Regions from separate parts of the Gossypium hirsutum genome. Here all the other regions are linked to region 1. Evidence: chromatin contacts called from public Hi-C data. All regions are on one chromosome and are shown on one strand. Each heading gives the region's core, a stretch centred on a gene start, on an enhancer-like site or on the middle of the called end of the contact. The rest is flanking DNA. Distances are from core to core; before and after follow the strand shown. Region 1 holds the start of LOC107913657 (acyl-coenzyme A oxidase 2, peroxisomal). Region 2 overlaps LOC107913660 (a long non-coding RNA gene). Region 3 holds the start of LOC107913662 (ethylene-responsive transcription factor ERF060).

Evidence for each region. A called contact is a pair of places that touch in the nucleus more often than the background predicts.
Region 2: a Hi-C map of leaf shows a contact between it and region 1, with 4 times the contacts expected there. The contact joins the enhancer-like site here to the promoter of LOC107913657 in region 1. A contact is called at or near these places in 4 of 34 Hi-C or Micro-C datasets (leaf and petal).
Region 3: a contact with region 1 is called in a Hi-C map of leaf, with 2.7 times the contacts expected there. The contact joins the promoter of LOC107913662 here to the promoter of LOC107913657 in region 1. A contact is called at or near these places in 4 of 34 Hi-C or Micro-C datasets (leaf and seedling).

Annotation. Positions count from the first base shown.
Region 1 is chrD11:37,064,223-37,068,809 of Gossypium_hirsutum_v2.1, reverse strand. It overlaps LOC107913657 (acyl-coenzyme A oxidase 2, peroxisomal), which reads right to left and starts at 2,278. Exons shown (of 7, transcript XM_016842309.2): 1 at 1,500-2,278; 2 at 1,013-1,128; 3 at 1-632. The coding sequence starts at 1,942.
Region 2 is chrD11:36,741,308-36,745,518 of Gossypium_hirsutum_v2.1, reverse strand. It overlaps LOC107913660 (a long non-coding RNA gene), which reads left to right. Exons shown (of 4, transcript XR_005920537.1): 4 at 1-709. Among protein-coding and RNA genes, the nearest start is that of LOC107913660, 5.7 kb to the left of the region's middle. Within about 2 kb of position 2,423, at least 5 of the 9 cell types and tissues checked have an H3K27ac peak or open chromatin away from gene starts, as enhancers often do. A contact at or near this core is called in leaf, where this site is marked.
Region 3 is chrD11:36,699,068-36,703,520 of Gossypium_hirsutum_v2.1, reverse strand. LOC107913662 (ethylene-responsive transcription factor ERF060) reads left to right here and starts at 2,256. Exons shown (of 1, transcript XM_016842312.2): 1 at 2,256-4,112. The coding sequence starts at 2,711. The coding sequence ends at 3,766.

The DNA.
Region 1 (4,587 bases), core at 1,029-3,528:
GGCAAAATGAAATGCATAAGTTGAAGCCAACATTGGCATGAGCTTGTGCTGCTGAGATTGATAATCAAGAATGCTGACTTCAGGCTGTTTTGGAGGACCAAACTGCTGACGTAGTAAGGAGTATCGTACTGCAATAGTGACAGCAATCTTGAGGATACCAACTGAAGAATGTGCAAGGCCAACCCTCCCACCTACAAGTTCACCAAGAGTAGCAGCAAAACGTTTGTTTATTGTAGGGAGACTACTTGTGTATTTTCCATCTCGGGTGACATCCCCAAATCGATTAAGAAGATTATCTCGGGGAATTCTAACTGAACGGAATCTCAGTGCTCCATTATCCACCCCATTCAGGCCAATTTTGTGGCCACAATCATTTATTTCAATTCCGGGAAGTGGCTGGTGAGTTTTAAGATCCCTTATTGGCACAATGAAGGCATGGACTCCCATATCAGAAACTCCTTTAGAGTCATGAGTTGGTAAAACCAACCTAGCAAAAACTGTTGCAAACTTGCCATGAACCGCAGCATTGCCAATCCACCATTTAATAGCCCCATCGTTTGGTGTGTCAATTATAAATTCATCTGTAATTGGATCAAATGTTGCAACGGTTTGAAGACCTTGAACATTTGAGCCTTTGAGCAAAAATTTGACAGTTTAGTTTGGCATGCAAGCTTGGCAGATTATGAACAAAAAAAAAATCACTTTAAGACAGAAACATGGGGGCACTTTGCAATATTAGAATGATGCTCTAACATGAAAAGCACAGTAACCACTCACACCATATCATCACAAATATTTTCTTCAGCATAAATTGTCTTCTTTAACTTACTTTATGCCTATAACATGAATTTATTAATAATATAATTACATATTTAATTCACACTCTGTTGCATGCCATGATGAGTTCTAGTGCAGAACAGTAGAAGGATAATTTCAAAGGAAGCACAACAATATACATCTAAGAAACAGAAGAGGGAAAAAAATGTAAATAAATAAAGAACAGACGGCTCACCATGATGTAGTTCTGTCATAGCGAAGCAACCAAGATAATCCAAATTGTCAATACCATCAAAATACTTATCTCGGTGCTTTTTAGTGCCTAAGTTCAACACAGAACCTCCCCAAAGACTGCATAATAAAGCATTCAACATCAACTAACGATATAAATCTAGAAATTCTACAAGCTATATCACGTCGGTTAGCATCATGCATCTATATCAATGAATTTTCATCCATGATACACTTCATTCCATCATCACATTCAATACTTTAACTAACAGTATTTTACCAAGAATAAACTCAGATGCAGTATTCGGTCCTCATGAACAATAAAAAAATTACGCAAAACAAACCGACCTCCCAAACTCAGTCTCCAAGCATTTGTATCCAAAACCCACATACCTAAAACTCAAATTTTAACCCCAACCCCCCACCCCCAAAATATTTCCAAGACTAAACCTTTAATGGCAAAAGAGACAGAAAAGCAACAACATATTTACCTATACTGGACACCAAATTTGATACCAAGTGATATATCAATACTCCCAACCGCCTCAGAAATAGCAAAATACTTAGCAGGATCTTCAACAACATATCTAAAAGGCTTGATCTTTCCTTCTCTAACTAACCCCAAAAGCTGTCTCAAACAAAGCTCCCTATGTTCTTTCATTGAAATCTCAGTCGGGGTTTGCAAATCAGGCCTTGAGTTAAAAAAATCAAAAATCTTCTCTTGAATTTCCCTATGCTTCCCTCTCATGTAGCTTGAAAGGGAGGCTACGTCGACCTCCTGCTTATTGGCCTTGGCGCAGGTCAGCATGTCGAGCTGAGGTGAACATTGGAGGGGCGGAAGTGGGATCAGGTGAAGGGACAAGCGTTGGATACGACGGGTCACGGTGGCGACGGATGGTTGTGATTTATCCTCGACCGTCTGACTCGGTTCCATAATTTTCTTTAGCCAAAAGAAAACTAAAAACAATGGGGAGGGGAAGTAAAGGGTTTTTTTATTTTCCTTTTCTTTTCGTTTCTTTTCTTTCCTTTTCGATTTTTCCGGGACGGAATGAGACTGCGAAGGGGGGGGGAGATTGAGTAATTTAAAAGAAAAGGTACTGAAGACGTGTCATTTGGCCGGTTAGTACGTGGCAATGGACGATTGGATAAGTGGAAGGTAGTTATTTGGCTCGCTTTGCAATGTGGAGAACGGATAAATTGATAACGTGGATGATATGGGCAGATGATAGGGTATAATGTGGGTATACTATCCCCCACCTTTGAATGATTAATGGCTGCCAAATATAATATTACGTTTTCTTTAAAAAGAATTGGATAAGTAAGCATTTAATAATATTGAGATTATATAATACATTCAACGTTTGACATTTTGGAAGAAATGGGGTTTGGCGTGTATTAAAAATAGATATGAATTTTTGTAAATTTAGTTATTAATTTTTATACTTTTTATATTTTTAATTTGATTTTTATTTTTTTTAGTTAAATATGGCCACTAACCATAAAAAAAACTAAAATTTAACTATTAAGTTTTTGAAAAGATAGTCAAAAATTTTTTTAACGAGAATACTAACTAAACCGTTAATTTTTTAAACATAATAGTCTACATAGGAATCCATGTCTACTCCATAGTTTTTTATTTGAATTTTTATGAACTTTTATATTTTTTAATTTTAATTTTATAATTTTTAAATTATTTGTTGACATGACATATAAAACAAATTATGTTATGTTAGCATAATCTGCATATAGATTGTCATGCGAGTTGCCACGTTAACTATAATACTTTAATTTTTTATTTCTAAAAAAATAATAGAAAAATTAAGTATGTGAAAGGTGAATTAATTATTTGAAAATTAAGTGTGAATGGTGGGAAGTAGTAACAAATAAATTGATTTTTTCTTAAGTTGGAAGAAAATAAAAGAAAAAGAGAGAAAAGAAAGGAATTTTTTTATGCATTTTTCTCGAGTTTTTTCTTAAACCATAGTCAAATTTCATTTCCTAGAGTGCTATGGAAATTTTTTCTACCATGAAAACTACTTAGTTGAAGAAGGAAGTGAAGGAAAATCTTTGGAAAGTGAAGAGAAAGTAAAAGTGAATATTTTTCTGAAGATTTTCATGTTTTTTCTAATATGAAATCATGAAAAGATTATGTTGGATGCAAGATAATGGTTATGTTTTATATATGTATGCATGGAGAGGAAAGAAAAAGATGAAGGGAAGGTGATCAAAGTAAAGGAAAGCTTTGAATAGAAAAGAGACGGGTTAAGTTCAAGTAAAGAAAATAGGTATACTTAATTGAATTTATGCTTGTTTACCTTAATTTAGATGTTTGAGTATTTAAGTTTAATATGAAATAACTAAGATATTAATTTGAAAGTATACTATGATTAATGAAGTTTAGAAATTATGTGATTAAGTTAAATTATTATAAGAATTATGTTTAAATAGAAGTAAGTCATGAATGCCAAATTTACAAGTGAGTAAGTATGATAATTGAATATATTTATGAAATAGAATATGATTATGATTATTGAGTATGAATATTGAATTTAATAGTGAATATATACACATATAAGCATGTTAGTAAAATAAAAGAGAAATGAATTTACAGGTGCATGTGTATCAAAAGGAAAATAAATAAAAGTTAGTATAAGCTTTAAGAATTAATACAAGTTAAATAATAGTTTGAATGATAATAAGTATGATATGTGATATGTAATATGCTTTTTGGTGTAATGAGGGGCCAAGGTTTGGTTGGGAAAAAGGTTGGTGGATCAGGGTATCAGCGGGTTGAAAGACTTCTAGAGTTTTGTTTATGCTTATGATTTTTGGAATATGGTGTGTTGATTGAAATCTAGAGTTCTGTTATCAAAGTTCCGTTAGAGGTTAGGAATTTTATTTTGACCTAGGACTCTAAGAGTTTTGTTACTGAAATTTTGATTATGATTACAATTTGTTAATGATACATGTAACATTTGTGAACATGTATGAAATTATATAATTAAATGATAGAAATGAATAATGAATTTAGTTAAATTATTTATGAATTGAATGGTGAAATGTATGAATTAAGTAAAATAATGTTATTAGATAGTATAAGTAACTTATTAAATTATTTTTATTGAAATTATTGAATTATATTTAAATGAATGCATGATAAGTCATTAAATTAAATTAGTTATTTACTAAGCTATTCATGTAACTAAACACATTTGTTTTAAATGCATATGTCAAAAACAAAAGTAGTAAAGATTTTAAGATTTCTGCATCAATTTGGATCACATCACTTCTCAAGCTTGAAGTTTTGCATGTACTTAGACTTATTATTAATAGTGTGAATTATGTATGTGATAATGTTTTGTGTCATAAGCTACATCGATTGTAATGAAATATGAATAAGTTTAAGTGGTGAATTTAGTGTTTAAATATAGCATCTCTTACTTAGATCAGGTGAGGAAGCTTACACCAACAATGTTAAAAATTAATGTTTTAATTATTATTTCTGGTAAAAAAATTTATTTGACTCTGTTTTTAATGGTTAAGGTCAAATTTAGCTAAAAAATATAATGACCGAATTGA
Region 2 (4,211 bases), core at 1,174-3,673, 320 kb after region 1:
ATTTTCATTTTAAACTATGCCACATGATATTTGACATCTCATTTAATTACTAAATTAACAATTTTAATAACGGATGGACCTTATTGATATAACATTTATAGTTTGAAGGTATAATTAGAATGTTTAATGAATAGCGCAATTAACTCCTAATACATCTATCTATCTATATATATATTTATATTAATAGGAAGCCTTTGACTATGGATGTGTTTGATAAAAACTTAGTTGAAAAAATCCCAAAAGATCATTTTTAATAGGGTAAACTACACTAGTAGCCACCCAACTAGTAGCCACCCAACTATCATGTTGTTTCTTTTTTGGTCACTCAACTATGAAAAGTTACAAATCGGTCAAGTAACTATTCAATTTTTTTTCCTTTTTAGTCATATGTTGTTAAATGGTTAATAGAAAGATGACATGACAATTTTTGAAATTGGCATTATAAAAAATTTAGTCATTAACATTTACACATTGTGTCAATTTATTCTTAATTTTTAAAAATTTAGTGCTCAATGTTTACAAACTAGACAATCCTCAAATGCCTTGCTTTCCTTATACTTCAAATGACTAAGAACTTAATATCTTTCAATGATAATTAATCCAGTTTTTGTTAGCTTGAGCTAGCCATTGACGAAGCAAATCAAAGCTCATTTTTTTTAAGTTGTTAGACATACAATTAGATTAAATTAATGAAGTGGGTACTTTTTTTAATTTTCAAGTAATTGAATTAGGTACTAAAATTTGGGTTGTTTTGTTTCTTGTTGTTGTTCATTTTTACATTGAATCAAATGCAAGGACAATGTCAAAAAAATGCTACAAAGAAAAATAAAATTGCAAAATGATCAAATTACACACTATTAAAGCTTTAAGGGTTTAATTTATTTTAGAATCTATCAAATTAGCATAATATATAAATGTTGAAGGTTAAAATTGTTAATATGTCAATTTTAAAAGTTACCGCAACAACTTTTTGTTATAACAATGTTAATTGGTGACAAAAAAAATTGAATAATTATATGAAATTTTATAATTTTTCATAGTTGAGCGACAAAAAAAGAAACTTACTAATAGTAAGTGACTACAGTATAATTTTCTATTTTTATTATATTACAAGATATTTATATATTTATTTATCTATATTAATATAATTACTTTAATTCAGCATCTAATTGTGCCCCAATTTAATTGTGAAACATTCAAAGACTTTTTAAATAAATAAAATATTAATATAAAATTTATGTGATTTTAAATAGTTTATATAAAGTTTTTGTAAAAAGATTTACTTAAAAAACATAATATCAATGTTTGATCTTAAGGTAACTGTAACTAGAACTCAACCAATACTACAGTATAAATGATGTATCTAAAAACAATTGAAAAAGAAAAGCAGAAAGAGAGAGAGTAGAGTAGGCGAATGCGAATGCAAATGAAAGGGCTGAAAGTGATGTCCACGTAAGAAACGACGTGTAAGCGCGTCAAAGTAGGTCCCATGCCTACTTACGTACATACCCACATCCTTTCACATGATCCAACATTTAATTATTTCAATTTCAGTGGCTTTCGAAATTGGGAATTGAGGAATATAATATATATTTTCTTTTGAAAGAATTGAGGAATATAATATAATATAATATGGGATCCTTTTTTCGCGTTCTTTTTACGCAACTATTAACTCCTTTCATTTCTCAACGTTTTGACTTTTAATTTATTTCAACCTTACCTCTGCTCGCTTTACAATTCTTGAATCATGGTGTTTAGACGCTTTCTTTTTTTTTTTATAATTTTAAAAATTTTGGTTACTCCAATTTATTTTTATTTAGGGTCATATTTAAAAGTTTAAAATATACTGTATGTTTTTGTATTTTTCTTAATTTTAAAATTTTGTATTTTTATTTTTAAGAACTTAATTCTTTTATTTTTTAGATTTTAATATTTATGTTCAATTATTAATATTATTAAATTTATTTTATTAAATTTATTGATATAACATTTAAAAAAATACTTACTTAATAATTATGTAAAAGGCTATAAAATTTCTTTTATCAAATAAAATTTAGAGATTCAAATCTTAAAATTAATATAAAAATAAAATTATAAAAGAAAGGTTGAAAAATTCAATCAAAGCTAACCGATCTCAACCCTAAATGAGATGCCCTTACTTTAGAAGGTAATAGTTTCCCTTCACCTAAATTAATTTAAAATATCTGTGTAATATAAACCTATGGGTATCCCATCCAAAATATTCATGAGGTTGGAAGGAATAGATGCACTCATAGAAATGTGTGATCAAGCGAGCTCAAGTCAGCCCTTTTTTTTTTCTTTTATATATTTTAGTTTTAAAATTGTGTATAAAACCAACCTTTGAGATATGTGAAGAACCCAATGCCTATATTTTGGCTTTCCTCCAAATTAAATCCCAACAATCTTTTCTCAGAAGTTCTCTCTCAACCTGGCGCCGCAATTGACGTTATCTTCAGCTATCCCTATCTCTATCCTGTTGGCTACCTGTATTTTGTCATCGCCACATGATTTCACCTATATAATAATACTAAAATGTAAAAAAATTATGAGGTCTAAATTTTTTATATTTAAGTTACATCTTGAATTTATATTTATTTTTATATTGATATCCGAAATTTTTCAGTCTAAGTTAAGTTTTAAATTTGACAAAATTTTCACATATGAAGATAATTGTCAAGTTTATACCCTAATATGAAAACTATTGTCAAGTTTAAGTTTAACTTGGATAAAAAAATTCAAGCTTCAATGTGAAAAAATATTGTCCAAGTTCAAGCTTTAATATAAGAATAACCGAACTTAACTTGGGCAAAGAAAATATTCAAATCCCAACATAAAAAATGTTATCAAGTTTAAATCCCAAATAACGATTTAACCCAAATCAAATGTTGGTTGCAATAATAAAGTTGAGGTTTTTTACATATTGATGATATAGATTTAGATCTTATCATTTATAATTTTTCATTGATTTTATTTAAAATGTTAAAAAAATAAAAATACTTTTATAAAATATAATTTATTTCAAATATATAAAAGTAGTTTAATAAATTTTTTAATAAAATCGATGTTTAGTTAACTTGTGACACTACTCAATCAACAATTTAGATAATCATATAAATGAGGTTGGTATATGTATGATTTTAGTGTATATTTAATCTATATTAAAAATATAAAAAGAAATACATAAAACGTTAGAAGGAGTAAAATAGTAATTATCGAAGATACTAGATTCGGAATGAAGTATTCATTCACGAAACCTATTCTGCTCCACCACTTTTATCAACCTTTAATAAAGTTCTAAATCAATGAATTTAATGTGAAATTCATGAAGTGAATCAAGTTATTCTCTCGGTTTAGTTTTATACTATTATAAAATCTCAACATATCATTTTAATTAAAACGATAGAAAAATGAAATATCAATATTATGAAAAATATACCACTTAAACAGCATTGTGTTTTTATGGTAACAAGATGTAAAAAGCATCAATTATGAGCAAATATAGGGTTAGAGTTAGGTAACAGAAACTTTCTGTCTATCCATATTTGATCATCAATTAATAAAGGCGTAAAATGAAAAATTCTCACACTAATGGGAAAACCTTTTATCAGATAAGCTAAAGAGTCCGTAACAGAATTTACCTCACTAGGTACTTACTTAATGAATATTCTCCATTAACGCTTTTGATAGATAGAGTCTCAATAATAACATTTACCCATTTAGCCTCTCAAACTAATTATAGGGAATTGAAATATTTTTAGGGCTGGATTCATTTTAGTTTCGAATATTTTATTATAATCGATTCATTTCTCCAATTTTTATTTATTTTGAATTATAGTTTTTAGATTTATTTTAACAAAAAAAATATTTATTTATAACTTTTGGACATTATTTGATAAAATTTAAAAGTATTTTTTATAAATATTTCTAAAAATAATTTTCAAATAAATAAAATTAATTAATAACTCGTATATGTTTTTTTAATGTTTTTATTTAAAATTTTTAAGTAGGTATTTTTTATTTACCTTGCTCAACCTTAACTTTTATAACATAAAACTACCTACATTTTATAAATTAAAATTACTTGATAGTTATATTTTCACCCACATAATAACTTATTCAAATTTTAGTATTTATAATACTAGATATCGCACGCATATGCATGTAAAAATCACATATTTAGAATAATTTGT
Region 3 (4,453 bases), core at 1,007-3,506, 370 kb after region 1:
ATTAATAATAAAATTTGGCTTAAAGCCATTGTTGGAGATGTAATCAAGGTCAAAATGGCATTGGCACTTGAAAGTGCTAGTGGGAATTCAGTTCAAGACAAATAAAGAAGTCACTGCACCAGTGCTGCTAACATTATGGGTTTATAAATTTAATTATTACCTAATTAATTTTCTAATAATCTTATTATGTGAATGACAATTATCATGGATTTACTTCAGTACCATCACGATTATATGTTTTTAAGCTCAATAGATGAGGTAACTTTTAATTTTCATTTCCTTTCTTATCATTATTTTATCTAGTAATCATAGAGTTGTAATATGAGTTCAAATACGAGAAGTATGTGTTTTAAATAAATAAATTTTATTGCTTTAGTTCTTCTATCTATTAATTCATAATATCTTTAAAAATTCCTAATTGATTAGTCTTACAAATTTAATTAGAAAAATTATAAAATATCTTTTCATATTTAAAATAATTTATATTAATATAAGAGTGTTCTTACTTTTTTTTAATAAAACTAACAAAATATGTTACATTTAGAGAAGTTTGAATCCATACCACTGACATTTATAAAACTTCAACTCTATCACTTTAACTAAAATATTATTATTATTATTATTATTATTATTATTATTTATGTACATTTTAATATTATTACCCAAAATTTTTTGCCCACATCCTTTATTTCACTATAAGCCGGAAACCAACTTAATTATGAATTTATTAAAAAAATTACTTTTTCGAAGAAGAAAATATTTTTTTGGGTATTTATGTCTTTATTTCGATAATTTAGAAAAATATATACATGCATCAAAGTTCAAATTCATATCATCTTAACATTCACTCCCTCCACTTTATCATTTTAACCAAAGTCAATATTTAATTTTCATGTCAATTTTTAAATTAATATATTATATAATTGTTTTTACTAACATTGTCAATGTGTCATAATCTAGTTATATTTTATGAGATTAAATAATCACTTAAATAAATTTTCATTAATATTGTCAACAATTTTATACAAATATGAAAATATTGATCTTATAATATGAAAATAAAATTATAAATTTCCCAGTTCTCACTAAACATTGTAAAATACATAATGATAAATTTAGTCCTTAACGTTTATATCTTTTTTTTTTTATCAATTTGGCCTTTATTCTTTTTTTTAATTAAAATTGTCTCTTAAGACTTCAAAAAGTAGTCAAATCACTGTCTTTAAAAGAAATGTTGGTTAATGCATTAATTTTTTAACGATGCTGGTATGGTAACCTGCAAAAGTATTTAAATGTACTTCATGATGACATAATACTATTTGTCTTTATGTAACATCAACAAATAATTTAATAATTATAAAACATTCAAAAAAATTTAATAAAATAACTCAAAATTTTTAAAAAAATATAAAATGTTCATAATAATTCAAAAAATAGTATGAATTACACGTGGATTGCTATACAAGTTATGTCTAAAAATATAACATTTTAGTCAATATTTTCGTTAAAAAAATAAAAATTTGAGTATTTTTAAAAGATTAATGGTCACATTCAACTCTTTTAAAAGATTAAGAACTAAATTTAATTAAAAAATAAATAATAATCAAAATGACAAAAGATATAAAGATTAAAAATTAAAATTTTTATTATACCATAATAAAATTACTAACTTCATATTATAAAACTTATAATAATTTATTTTTACATATATAAAACTGTGACTTGAAATTCTTATTAGACATATATTTCATACTAATTTAAATTGTGTTTTTTTTAGTGTAAATTTAATTTGTGTTACTTGATCTCACCTAATATTGTATAAAAAAACTTGTAAAAAAAAAAATTAGAGACCGTGTAGCCACCGTTTCAGAGCATCTAAAAGGTGCGGACCACAGAAGGCACCTATTTTGCTTTATGAATATGAAATTCCATCAGACAGGTCAGGCTTTGCCGCAAATCAAACACAACAGGACAAAAAAGATCATTAAATTGTAAAAAGGCTAACCCCAGCACAGTCAACCAAATTTCACCAATCGCTGTAAGACACGTATAAAACTACCCTTCTGCTGGCTGACACCTGCCGGTTAACGTTTCAAGTAAATGGCGAATCCCCATTGGAGCCCAGTAACTTCCTTTGTCCCCACCGAATAAAGGCATTATTAGGCATCCTTGAAAGTTGACGAGAAGGAAGGTGATAAATTTAATTAATTAATTAATTAAAAAATCTAAAGGGATTTGAGAGAGAAGCACATGGGTAGAGGGTTATATAAATAGAGATAAGGTGACCCTGGAAATGCATGAGAGTAAAACACCAAGGTGAGGCCACTCCAGAAAATAAAATAAACAATTGAGAGTTTTCAGAATTTTCAACAGTGTGCGAGCATTTTCAGTTTTCTTCTTAATCCCCCCCTTTTCTGTAACTCCCCGCTTCTCTGAATCCCTTTCTGTAATCGTCTGTCTTTCAAGCCGAAAAAGTTTCTGTCAAGAACAAACCTAAACTATCATAGCAGGTGTTTTTGGTTTTTCTGAAAGCCAGGTGATCCCAGAATAGAGATCCAGATTTCCCTTTTTTGTTTTTGTTTTTCAATATTTATTATCATCAGCTAAGAGGGTTTATTTTTGGTCCCTCAAGGTTGTTTTTTTTTTTAATCAAACTAGTACCTGTTCTTTGGTTTTGGTTAAGATACAGGTTTTTACCTAGTTATTGAATATGGCAGCAGCTATAGATATGTATAATAGCAGCAGCAACAGCTCAGTTTTCTCAGATCCTTTTAGTGCGGAGTTGATGAAAGCGCTTGAACCTTTTATGAAAAGTGCTTCATCTACCTCTCCTTTATCTTCTTCTTCTTCATATTCACAGTCTAACCTGTATCCTGAATTTTTCTCCCCATGGAGGACCCATTTGTGCTCAGAACAAGGGTTCTGTAACTATCAAAACTTGATGGGTTTTGAGCAAACAGGTTCAATTGGGCTAAACCAACTCACCCCTTCTCAAATCCTCCAAATCCAAGCTCAAGTCTATCAGCAGCAGCAGCAGCAGCAGCAGGTTGCTTCTAGGCCTACGACCGCATCCCTAAAAAACCAAAGGTTCAACTTTCTTTCCCCAAAAGCTGTCCCCATGAAACATGTGTCTTCCACCCCTTCAAAGCCTACCAAGCTGTACAGAGGGGTGAGACAGAGGCACTGGGGCAAATGGGTAGCTGAAATCAGACTCCCCAAGAACCGAACTCGCCTTTGGCTTGGCACTTTCGATACAGCAGAAGCAGCAGCTTTGGCTTATGACAAGGCTGCCTATAAGCTTAGAGGAGAGTTTGCCAGGCTCAACTTCCCCCACCTCAAGCACCAAGGAGCTCATATTTCTGGAGAATTTGGTGACTACAAGCCCCTCCATTCTGCAGTTGATGCAAAGCTCCAAGCCATCTGCCAGAGCTTACAGAAACAAGAGAATTCAGGAAAGGCCTGTTCTGTTCACGATTCAAAGCCCAAGGTTGAGTTTGATTACCCTGTGAAGCGTGAGGAGTTTGATCAGTCTCCAAGATTTGCTAGTCCTAAAGTTGAGATGAACTCCCTGTCATCATCATCATCCTCATCCCCATCCCCGGATTTATCCGATGAGTCATTGGCAGGATCTTCTTCACCAGAATCTGATATCACTTTCTTCGATTTCTCTGATTCAAAGTGGGATGACAACGAAATTTTCGGTTTGGAAAAGTACCCTTCAGTGGAAATTGATTGGGAAGCCATCAGGGAACTATCTGAGTCTTAAAAGAAAAAAAAAATTACAGCTACTATCATGTAATCTTATTGTAATTTCTTAGGTCAAGTATCTTTTGTTTGGTCATGTAGGTCTTTTTAGTGGGTCTGCAGTGATCTCTACAATGAAATTTTTGACATTTGTAGAGGTTAATTAGGTGTCAGTTTAGAATCTGTATGTTGTTATAAATATGTGTAACAGAGAGGCATCTCCTCCTAGACTGCTCTTGCTGGTACCTTTTTTTCCTAGCAATGGCTTTTGGAGAGCTTCAAGTTTATGTTTATTTGCATCATTACTGGAGGTCGACTGTAAAGTTTTCTTTCGAATATGTCTATATATTTATATTATTTATAGTTAACGTACTTTTTTGTTCTTTAATTTTTATATTTTTATGCAAATGTAAATGGTTTGCATGTGATGGTGTTCTATTCTGGTTCTTCACGCGTTGGTTCCCTTGATAATATATCTGTTAAGACATCGTTCATTGTCTCTTAAACAGTGCAAATCAAACAAAATTTTGATGTAATCTATGAAATGGTGCCATATTACATAAATCAGAATAAAGCAATCGAAACCAATTGATTCCATTGTTTTATAATTGTTATCTGATTGTGGTTTATAGTGGAGAATTGTTCATGTTCTAATCTGTCTAGACAATGTGTTTCCCATTGAATCTTTTTAGGTTGCTTTCTAATTTAT